3 separate regions of the Mus musculus genome follow, and regions 2 and 3 are each linked to region 1. The links are chromatin contacts, called in public Hi-C maps. All regions are on one chromosome and are shown on one strand. The core of a region is the stretch at or near the end of the contact, and the rest is flanking DNA. Distances in the headings are between cores, read along the strand shown. Region 1 has its middle 28 kb from the start of Lacc1. Region 2 has its middle 21 kb from the start of 1700105F02Rik. Region 3 holds the start of 1700108F19Rik (RIKEN cDNA 1700108F19 gene).

Evidence for each region. A called contact is a pair of places that touch in the nucleus more often than the background predicts.
Region 2: a contact with region 1 is called in a Hi-C map of the C2C12 cell line, with 3 times the contacts expected there. The contact joins two enhancer-like sites. A contact is called at or near these places in 2 of 15 datasets of contacts at CTCF or cohesin (both in the NIH/3T3 cell line), 31 of 484 Hi-C or Micro-C datasets (the 3T3-L1 cell line, the AML12 cell line, the C2C12 cell line and 21 more), 9 of 115 datasets of contacts at active chromatin or transcription factors (acute myeloid leukemia, bone marrow-derived dendritic cells, bone marrow-derived macrophages and 3 more) and 1 of 9 other capture datasets (embryonic stem cells).
Region 3: a Hi-C map of pancreatic cancer cells shows a contact between it and region 1, with 6 times the contacts expected there. The contact joins the promoter of 1700108F19Rik here to the enhancer-like site in region 1. A contact is called at or near these places in 1 of 39 promoter capture datasets (the SN4741 cell line), 3 of 15 datasets of contacts at CTCF or cohesin (the NIH/3T3 cell line and pro-B cells), 20 of 484 Hi-C or Micro-C datasets (the Ba/F3 cell line, the C2C12 cell line, DN2 thymocytes and 13 more), 8 of 115 datasets of contacts at active chromatin or transcription factors (acute myeloid leukemia, bone marrow-derived dendritic cells, embryonic stem cells and 2 more) and 1 of 9 other capture datasets (embryonic stem cells).

What each region holds. Positions count from the first base shown.
Region 1 is chr14:77,006,997-77,010,571 of GRCm38.p6, reverse strand. No RefSeq gene overlaps it. Among named protein-coding and RNA genes, the nearest start is that of Lacc1, 28 kb to the left of the region's middle. Within about 2 kb of position 2,126, at least 11 of the 459 cell types and tissues checked have an H3K27ac peak or open chromatin away from gene starts, as enhancers often do. A contact at or near this core is called in the C2C12 cell line, the HL-1 cell line, the NIH/3T3 cell line and 2 more, where this site is marked.
Region 2 is chr14:76,697,009-76,700,754 of GRCm38.p6, reverse strand. No RefSeq gene overlaps it. Among named protein-coding and RNA genes, the nearest start is that of 1700105F02Rik, 21 kb to the right of the region's middle. Within about 2 kb of position 1,779, at least 117 of the 459 cell types and tissues checked have an H3K27ac peak or open chromatin away from gene starts, as enhancers often do. A contact at or near this core is called in the C2C12 cell line, the HL-1 cell line, granulosa cells and 1 more, where this site is marked.
Region 3 is chr14:76,676,295-76,680,179 of GRCm38.p6, reverse strand. It overlaps 1700108F19Rik (RIKEN cDNA 1700108F19 gene), which reads right to left and starts at 2,612. Exons shown (of 5, transcript NR_015485.1): 1 at 2,501-2,612; 2 at 1,801-1,942; 3 at 582-725; 4 at 1-54. 1700105F02Rik (a long non-coding RNA gene) reads left to right here and starts at 2,595. Exons shown (of 3, transcript XR_383611.3): 1 at 2,595-2,890; 2 at 3,640-3,788.

The DNA of each region.
Region 1 (3,575 bases), core at 877-3,376:
AGAGCTCTGGGCAGGCTCCAGTGCAACTTCTTTGTGCTTGATAAGCCTTGTAGGTGTTGTCTTCAGCCCTGGTGCTCTTACCTCTCTGTCTGTTGCCTGATGATGGATTTTTCTCCTTCCACGATGTTCCCCAAACGTCAAAATACAGCCACAGTGATATCAGGAGCTAAGCCATTAGTCTAGCACCACAACTTTCTGATATTTTCTGTCTTACCCTAGGCATGATACATGGATACGTGCAGATGTTGAATGTCCATGCACTTAAATTAATTCTATCCCCAAAGCAGAATGAGACCAATTAATTTGTTCTGAATATAATTTCTCTTCAGTTAAGACAATGCTTCCCGACCTTCCTCATGCTTCAACCCTTTAATACAGTTCTCCATGTTATGGTGACCTCCCCATCATAAAATTATTTCATTGCTACTTCATACCTGTAACTTTGCTACTGCTATAAATCATAATATAAATATCTGATATGCAGGATATCTGATATACAATTTCCAAAGGGCTTACAACCCATAGTCTGAGAACAGCTTAACTCAAAACACTATAAACATGGAATTATCAAAGTGCATATTTTTCTCTTTTGGTTGTTTGTGGATTTTTCCTATGTTTTACTTAATAAAAATAATATTTACTCTTAAATCATGTTTTATCTTTCTCACTTCTCAAGTGAATGTTTCTTGTTTCTCCTGTATGGTTTGCTATCTAATTTCCCAAGAGTCATTTAATAATATTTTGGTGTTTCTTTGATTCACCACATGGCACTGGTTATTGCTGATTATAATGGGAGATCTGGCTCATTTTCTTAAAACATTATTCAGAATAGCTTTCACTTTTACCGAAAATTGCAAAGATAATAGAACGAGTCATATTAACCCCACTCCTAGTGTCTCTGAACATCTTACATTAGTTTGATTTACTTCTTGAAATTAATGAACTGGTGTTAATACACTATTATCAAATAAAATCCATACTTCAGTAAAATTAAATTTCTTTTCACCTAATGTCTTTTTTTTTGATGACCTAATATTTCAGCCTTTTCTTTGGGGACCCCATCTAGGATCCCCCACTGCATCTAATCAGAACTCCTTGTGTTGATCTTAGCTGTAACAGTTTTATGATTCCAGGATGTTGCGTGATCACCGCAGCATTGAGCTGTGTTAGTCAGGTATTTTGTTGAGTATCTCTCAATTTGGCTTCATCAACTCTTCCTCCATGGTTTAATGTACAATGCACTGAGTTGTGCTCAATCTCAGCGAGGGGTGTGGAATCCGCACAAATCGTGTGAAACCCTATCTGGGACGTTTACTATTTATCTCATCATTTATAGAACATGGTCTTTTGAGTAGGTATTGTTGGGTTATAGACATATTGGTTTATTTTTGTGGCCCCAAAGAGCCATTTGGAGCTTCTGTAGACGGATTCCCACGCATCTTTGATATAATCCCATCCTTATTCCTTTTGAACTACAGAGCTATAAATCACTTTATTTACTAGGATTACCTGATACTTTTTAATGCATCACCATGATTCAATTTTTAAAAACGTTGAGTGTCTATTGAAAGCAGGGCCTTGGATTAGAAATATTTTTTAAATCTCTTATGGTGTCTCTTCAGATTTAAGAACAGGTGTGTCCTTTTCAGTGGAGAATCGTTTCAGTGACACCGAGGCCCACACAGTTTACTCCAGCATGACCCAACTTGGGCGCTTTATTTACCTGGCTGTGTTCATAACCAGAGAATCTGCATGCAAATCTTAAGGACCCCTTCATTTTCTTCATGTCTAAGTATGCATAACAAAAGTCCAGAACTTTGGGAGTTGGGGGGGGGGGTGCCAGCCCTGGGTCCAGCCCCAATACTACTTAGTTTCATGACTGTAGTGACAAAATAACACAAATTACTTTTTTTTTTATGATACCTTGTAGATACTGGGTGCTGATTTTAGAAAATGCACATCATTGAGGATGTAGGTGTCTCATGGTGCCCTTAAACTGAACACAGAGATTTGACCCTCTTGGTTTGCATGATGTCATGGGGCGTGGGGGGTGGGGGAGCGTTGTGTTGAATGAGAAGGAGCCATGCTTAGCAGTTGAATAAAACATTGGGTAGACTGCCACCAGGTGGCAGAAGCACTCTGATTGGCAAGGACACTCCTAAAGGACTTGCAGGTAATTAGCCAGCTCTTCCTCTTAGTCACTGCTTCAAGTTCAGATGACAGGAACAGGTCTGAATGTACAATTGAGCTTTATAATTTCCTATCAAGACACCAGCGATCTTTCAGGTTCCCAAGCAGAAGTCTTTGAGTTATTTTTGTTACATCTGATCTTTTATTTATTGAGAGATACTGCCTGTTCTGACCGGCTCCCCCGCCCCCCCCGCCCCCTACTTCTTTGCTCCTTTCGCAAAACCTCTGATTCAGATGTACCAAGAAAAAAAAAAAAAAAAAAAAAAACTTTAAACTGAATGCAACTTTCCAAGTCTGAGTCACTGCTTGTGAATTTTTTTTTTATTTGAGACCCTTCTTTCACCTCACCCATGCTCTGCAAATAGGAGTTACTTTTATGGTTCAGGGTTGGAGGTATTGTATGCAATATATATATATATATATATATATATATATATATATATATATATATACATACATACACACACACATATATACACACACACAATAAATATATATATGCACAAAATATATATGTACTATATATATATATGCACTATATATACACACATATATACACACATATATACACACATATATACATACACACACACACACAGCCACTCTTACACCAGACTCTATCTCTTCCCTCCTAGTAGAAAAAGCCTTGTCACAACATGGAGCTCTGCTCTGTTACAGGCAATGGCTAGGCACAGTAGGGACTCATGTGCTTCTTGCAGAGGAAGTCACGAAAACATTGGTCCTGAGGTTGAGTCTGAAGGTAATTCAAACAGTTGAAATGATCATAGAGGTGGGTTGAGGGGAAATGGCGTGATCTTTCAAAGCCCGACACTGTTATTTAGGTGTATAGGGCAGTGGTTAGAAATGATATTAAAATAAAGGGGCAAGAGACCACATTATGGGGGTGGCTGAACGACATGCAAAGAAGTTAGGACTTTATCTTTTGGGCATTGTTGTAAGGTCTAGAAAGAATAATAAGAAAGATAGACTTGCATTTCAGAAAGATGCCCCCATGGTTTTATAGAGATTCATGAGAGGGGAGTAAGATCTACCGCATGGAAACCACATTGGAATGACCACAGAGCCTGGATGGGTGGCGGGGATATTTAGACCTAAAACAAAGTAAGGAAAGGGCAGAATAGCACTTGTAAGTCAGCAAAGAATCAAGTCTGATTGAGGTAAATGGCTGGGTGGCCACCAGGTTCCTGGCTAAGGTCACTGGATGAGTGGGTGGTGATCTCATTCATTAGGACAGAGGATACAGCAGCTAGGAAGATTATATTGGTGATATGAGAAGCTAAATTTATTTTGGGAGCATTTTTATCTTATGTATGCCAATCAGCTTCACATATATATATGGAAGGCATCAATAAATGATGCATTAT
Region 2 (3,746 bases), core at 530-3,029, 310 kb after region 1:
GGGTATATCACTTTTCTATCATTTTCCTCTTTAAAATTGTGATGCTTTAAAGAGACTAGCAAGGAGTAAATATTCAACACAGTGTATTATACTATAATGTATAATGGGAAGTTAACTAAAGTGGCTATTTTCTGGATTTTTGTCTTAAGTCATCCCAAAGGTCCATGTGAAAAAGTTGATCTCCAGATGAGGCAGAAGCCTGATGACAGGGCCATGAGATTAGGGCGTAGTAGAGCCTTTAGGAGGTGGGAGCTGGGGGTGTGTCCTTAGGAGACGCCAGGGAACCTCCCTCACATTCATTTCTTTGTGGTTCTTCTGTTCAGTCACATGCTCCCACCATGATATACTGTCTCACCACAGGACTAAGGCAACTGGATGCATTCATGCTGGAGTCAAACATCTGAAATGGTGTTTTACTAATAATTTCAAAAAAATTATTGCGATAGGAAGATGACTAACACAACATGTGGTTTGGGTTGCTGAGGAGAGTAATATGATGTGTAGACATGAGTAGAATACGTATGTGTAGATACTATCTAGTATATTTATATATTAGATAGTATATATATATATATATATATATATATATATGAAATACATAGACAGTATATGTATATACCAAATGAGTCCCACACAGAAAAAAAAGGAGGGGAAGAAAGTATCAGACTGCATTTGACATTTCTATCAACCCATCCCCCATTCTCCTCATCCCCCTTAAACATAGTCCCCAACAAATTATGCTCAACACTTATTCATATTGAAAATAAAGTGATTAAATTTCAGAGTTCACTCTAGATCAGAGTTGGTAATCTTTGATACTCTCCTTCCCCTGTCACTAAGGAGGGAAGCTTCTGGTGTTTTGTTGTCACTGCTTATTCTGTTTGTGCCATACTATATAGATTAGGCCTCAGATCGTGTACGTAACAGGTAATCAATCAACCAATCAATCAACCACTGAGATTCTTCTTGGTGGTGGTGGTTTTTTTGTTTTGTTTTGTTTTGGGGGGATTTTTTTTTTTTGAGGCAAGGCTTCACAAAGTTGCCTAGATCGGCATCAAACTTTATCCTTTTGAATTTGTTATCCTTCAGCCTTCTGCGTAGCTTAGAGAAGAGGCTGCAAGGCCTCCTCTTCTGAATGACTCTTGACCAAGCTGTTTCCTCAGGGAGCAAGCTGACATCTTCCGGGGGTTGCACATGCTGTTCCTAGGTTCTGAGGAGTGACACAGCCAGTTGTACCCAAGACCCTTGGTACAAAACCATGGTGTAAAGAGGTCTTTCCAGTAGTCCTGTGTCCTCCCTCCCTCCCTCCCTCCCTCCTTCCTTTTTTCCTTCCTTCTCCTTGAGTACGGTAAGAACCCAGGGAGCCTTGGACTTGGGCAAGATTACACCACCTTACATGCACTTACCCTTGAATAGCAAGCTACCCTGCGCAGCCTGTGCCACCTTCCATCCTCTATGGGGCTGTCCATACAGGCCCTCAAGGGCAGCCAGCTACAGACCCACCACTGACTGTGGTAACCATCCCATAGAAACAAAGCACAGTACAGTAAAGTCCTTCTCCATATGCTAAGCAAAGATGTAGTACACTAAGCGAAGCAGCCAGCAGATAATCATTTACTTCAGCCATGACCTTTGTGTTGAAGGTAATTAGAATGATTAAGCACCTGCTGGCTGAGGCGATGTTGAAACTGAAATTCTCTGGGCCTGACTCAAGGCTTTTCAACCTTATTCCCGTTCCTCTCAACCCTATGGGGAGAGCAGGGCTCCTGTCATAACAAACAGGGAAATCCCCATCTCAGGCCTCCTGCCTTGAAACCCTGCACCAGGCCAGTGTTTTCCTTTGTCATTGGAGGTTTGTTTACTTGCTGGGCAAAGAGAAGCCTGCAAGCATGTACTTGAACCCAGTGGAAGCAAAGCTGTAGGGATCAAATAGCACTGGGGGTGGGAGGAACCAAGGCCAAAGGCACCAGCAGAGTCTAATCCCAGAAAGTGGCTGCAGCTGTGCTCCAAGGCTGTCATCCTTTTCTTACTGGAACCCTTGGGATGTTGTTTATTTCCTATCTGGACTTACATGAGCGTGCCAGCCTAGGGTACTAACGTCACGGTGAGGTGAGCTGCCCTCCTTTCATCAATGTTGATTTTCATTTGGACTCCTCCATTTTTGGCAGGACATAGCTCTGCCAACGTTTTTTTGTCTTCTGACCACGGCCTTGAGAACTAACCCCCTCCACCGAGCTCCACCCCAGCTTATCCCCCAGCTTCCCGTGAGAAATCAGAGACTTAAAGATGATCAAGTTCACAGCGATGCTTAATTAAAACTGTTTCTCTTGAATGGACTGGAAGATCCTCTGAGGCCAACAGGAGAGGAGAAGGGAGTAATAGAACTGGGTAGTCTAAAATGTGCAGTGAAAGCTGAGATTTGCAGGCACAGTCACGCAGAAGGCTTGGATTGGCGTGTTTAGACACTGGGAGCCAAATTCTCCCCTTGACTGCACTCTGTGCCTCTTGTCCTTGAGCTAGCGTGGGGGACACACAGTTTCCACCTTTCCAGGATGCAGAAACACACGAGGTCCCCAAGAGATGGAGGCTCCGCCCTTATCGAGCAAGAGGAAGGCAGTGTTACCACAGGAAGCAATTAGTATGAGGCCCCGAATGGGAAGAGTTCCTGGAATCAGAGAGGTGAAGGAGGAAGAAGGAGAGAGGGAGCCAGTGTACTGTCCAGGGAGGCCTGGGAATCCCAAAAGGTCTCAAGTCCGTACTTCTTTTCAATTATTGTCAAAAACAAAAAAAAAAGACCCCAAACAAACATGTACAGGCTTTAAAATGGGACCATGTAAGAACCATGTAAGAATCAGACTTTACTAAAATTCATTGAGAAATTCAAAGATCAGAACACAACAAACCTGAAATTCTAGTGCCTTCCCCTCACACACTTCATCTTTTGCTCAAGGAAGAGATGAGTCTTCAAGACCTGCTTACAAAAGTACCCTACACGTGGAAGACACTCAACAAAGGCCTACTCTAACTCTGAACAACGACTTTGGTTACCATTATTGTACCTAGGCTGTGTTCAAGGAGCTTGTGTGAACACACAAAGTATACGTAGGATGGTAAATAAATCCCAAGCCAGATTCTGCTTCTCTCCAAAGCTTCACATAAGTAGGCAGAGCAAAACACTAAAGGCCACCGGTGTGGCTAAGAGTAGACCCAAACAGACAGTTACCATTCCTCCTTCTCTCGGTGGTATAGAGATGCTAATAATTGTGCTTGGTGATGGAGGGGGACATTAGGAGGAAAAAAAAAGCAAAATCCATATCAGGAAACACACACATGCACACACATGCATGCGCATACGCACATACACACATACACAAGCACACAGATGCTATTTGTATTCAAATTTGTCCAGGTGTGTGTGTGTGTGTGTGTGTGTGTGTGTGTGCACATACATGCATGCACATGCACACACATACATGTGCATACCTACATGGAAGCATGCATGTGTGCGTGTGCTTGTGTTTTTAACGTGTGTTTGGGGGGCTGCTATTTGGTGGTCATGCACCTGTCGTGAGTTGATGAGAAGACACTGACAACAGAGAAAAAAATGCCCTTTGTGTGCAAGGAGGCTGTGTTTTCAGCCACACAACCTACCAACAGGATGATTTCCCAGATAATGCCTCTGTCTAGCCGACATCCCCCCTGAGATGTTGCAATTAGCTTTGTTTTGATTGCATGCCCTGAGAGCA
Region 3 (3,885 bases), core at 1,363-3,862, 330 kb after region 1:
GCACCCTTTGCTCCAACCAGGAGACGATGAGCTACGAAATCTCACCATTGCTTCCTGAGAGAGGAAAGAGATCATGTCACATCATACTAGGAGGAAACGTCTGACAGGTAAAGTACACAAGTCCCCCCTAGCCATTCTCTGTCATTCCTCTCCATGAGAAAAACAAACAAACAAACAAACAAACACTAAAATCTATCAGGGATTTTGGGGTGAAGGGTGGGTAGAACTACTGCCTAATTTCACTCATCAACAAAGAAACAACCCTGAAGAAATGTCCTGAAAGAAGTGGCTTCTTCTTCTTCTTCTTCTTCTTCTTCTTCTTCTTCTTCTTCTTCTTCTTCTTCTTCTTCTTTTTTTCAAGACAGGGTTTCTCTGTGTAGCCCTGGCTGACCTGGAACTCACTCTGTAGACCAGGCTGGCCTCGAACTCAGAAATCCGCCTGTCTCTGCCTCCCAAGTGCTGGGACTAAAGGTGTGAGCTACCATTGCCCGGCTACAAGAAGTGGTTTCTTTTGTACCACCAATGACACCGTCTCAGAGCTCTATGGAATAGCACCTTCTTCCAAACTATTGCCAACTTACCTTGAGGCCAAAACCAGGCAGGATGTCCTGTACACGCTGATAGAAACTGCACACCATAGCCTTGGCCACTGATGCATCTGACTATTGACAATTCCACATTTTATGTAAGAAATCTGAGATGCTCTGTCAGACGCCAACAAGTTCCTCAGTAGAAAAGACAGAAAGTTAGCCACCTTACTTATCTATCGCCCTCGTGATCTGGAGGATCCATAATGACTTCAAGAATGTAACACATCCAGTCCTCAAAGAACCCTGGTGGGTGGTCAGGGTCCTAGGAGAACACAGCAGAGGTCTAAGATGAATATTAAAGTGAACAGTATATTTAGTCAGCAAAATCCCTCTGGGCATAGCTGGCAACCAGACTTCTACACTGAAGTCTACACTTTCTGTCACGATGACAACTACAGAAATGTTCACACGAGAAAGTGAAAGGCTCAAAATGCCTTTGTAAAAACTGTTCAGTTGTGAATTCTTCAAACCTCCTCCAAAGTCCACAAATAGTTGAGTGGTGGCTTCCTGGTTCCAGTTTGTCCTTCCTCGCTCTTATTGAATAAATCCATCAAACGCCCACCCTGCTCTGGGAAAGCATCCCTGCACAAACAATAGACCAGGCAGAGTCTTTGTAACACAAACCCAGCCTGCCCAGAAGGGAAAAAGCCAATTGAAAGACACAATGCAGGGGGTGATCTGGCAGGGACAATAGAGCATCCCGCTCTTGCCTTGAATTCCCCTGGTTTTGATGTCAGTGCCCAGGCCCTGGGCTCCTTCCTCAGTAAAATGCATAGATCTGAATCTTCGAGAGGTTGGTGGAAAGAGAAAGCATGACCCTGAGACAACTTCTGGGCCAGCGAGGGGCCAGCTGTCACTGCACAGCTGTGCTCTATGAGGTTACCCTGTGAGCACAAACCCTTCTAGGACAGCACCCTGGGGACAGCCCTGGCAGAACTAAGACATGAAGACTCAGAGAATTTGGCCTGGGTCTTTGATTTGCAGAACTGGATATTGAATCTTGGGACTCCTGTGTGCCAGCAAGAACTCTGTCATTAAACTATCATATCCCAGCTCTTTTTTACTTTTTTATTTTGAGGGATTGTCTCACTAAATTGCCCAGGCTGGCTCTAAACTTCCCCTATAGCCCAGGAAGGTCTTGAACTTTCATCCTCCTGCTTCAGCCTCCCAAGGCGTATGGTTACAGGCCTCCCACGTTCAGCAGCCTTACCTGGTTATTAAGCGGTAGGAAAACCTCCAAAGGAGGTCTGGTGGCAGTAGAAAGCATCTTGCAGTTTTGGAAGTTTGTGTATTTTTTCCCAAGTGATTGCAATAGTATGACCTCATCCATCTCCCTCTCCCTTACGCTCCACCTATGTGCTCTCAAAGAAAGACAGCCATTACTCCAGTGGTGGGCCTGGGGAGTCGGCAGTGAATCCCACCAGGCTGAGATGTCAGACCATCTCCACTACTGCCACTCAACTTGTCTGGATAGGGTGACCAGAGGCATGAGGCTAGCCATGGCCTGCACCACATCTACAGCTTCCTGGGATTCAGGATCTACCTGAGGCAGACTATGCTAATTGACCCAGAGAGCCAGGTCCCTCCCCCTTCTCACTCCTACTTCCAACTACAGAGGCTACAGCTTAATGGTTCCTTTCTTGAGGCTAGGTGATGACAGGTGAACCCTTATTCTGCCTATGAAATGGGATCAGAAGTCTCCCAAAGGCTTTCCTGAGAGAACAAGACGATCTTAGCTGCCACACCCCTTCTGTTTCTACCCTCAGTTTCTGTCTTGACTGTGCCCTGGGTGCACAACTCTCTTACAAAGGGGGAAATGTGACTTGGGGCTCACTGACTTCATAGCCCCTGCTCCCAACTCTGACTTTCCACACAGACAACAATCAACAGAAAGAAATGTGAGGCAGTACATAATAGAGACCAGAGCACTGGGCTCAGCTGCTCTTGCTGCATTCTAGTGGTCCAGCCTGGCCTCAGCTCATCAATCCCCTCGAGTCTTCTTCTCATTTGTGATCACGACTTGGGTAAAGGCTCTGAGGCACCCTCCAGTGTTCCAGTTCTATACTTAGGAATCTAGAATTTGAACATTCTCTAACTGGTTGCTAAGCCACTCTATGCCCAAAGCAAAGCTTCATCTAACAGACCAGGACCCTATGGAAACAGCCATCGAGTGACCCAAGGACGTCACCATTCTCCCCGCTGCTGTATAGCACTGTCCTGACACACCATGAACCCAAGTCCCTGTATCTTCTCAAGACATAACAAGACTCATTGTACACAGTGAAGAGACTCCATAGAAGGTAGGTCTGTGATACTGTCATCTAACTACATTCTCTGACCCATTTCTGTGGGTGCTCAAACTTCACTTGGTACGGGAGGAAGTCTTTTTTGTGACATCCAACTTTATGCTCTTTCAAAAACCCAAAGGCAACAACGGAGAAACAAAGGGGAAGGAGAAGCTCAGAACCACTGAGCAGGCCAGAGACAGCAGTTACACACACACACACACACACACACACACACATGCATGCCCCAGGCCGACCACCCTACACCCTGCCCTCCCAGCTCTGTGTATGACAATACAAAATAAGACACTAAAATCAGAAATATGTCCTCCTTTCCAGAACAGTCTGTGAATTGTCTGTTTCTTCTCATGGATGGTGGCACTGGTATTTGGCTCTGTGACCTCAGATGAAATGTCACCATCCAAACATCAGGAGAAGTCACAGAAAGATAGGAGAGCCAGCAAAGTAGGGAGTTGGTTTACTTTTCTCTCTTTTTTTTCTCTTTATTATCTGCTTTCAATTTTATAGCTCACTTTGTCCTGCCCTATTTTCTCTCTCCGTTTATTTATTTATTTATTTATTTATTTTTCTTGCATCTCCTTGATTTTCTGAGGCCTTAGGTTCTAGTGGGTCCTCTGAACTTTTGACGATACCTCATGTTTATCAGATGGAATCCTGTGCTACAACCTGCACAGGCTTTTCCAAATCAAAGGCGGCAGCCATGTCCTCCACTCAGTAATTTTCCATCTTGTTCACACTTCTAGGTTCAAACCTGGGCCTGGTTGTTTCCCGTAGCTTCAGATGGGGGAACTGCCAGGCAAGTGTAAGATGGTGGGATCACAGTGGATCTAGGCCTGCATGAAGTACTGGGAACAAAATGTCTCCACTCCCTCCTGAGATCTCTCCCACTACTGTAAGTAAGACACGGCCGTTACTCCTTTCAAGTCATCATCAAGTCTACCACCATATAACTTGCTTTTAGCTCAGCTGTTCCCTAGGGTCTGTTGTTT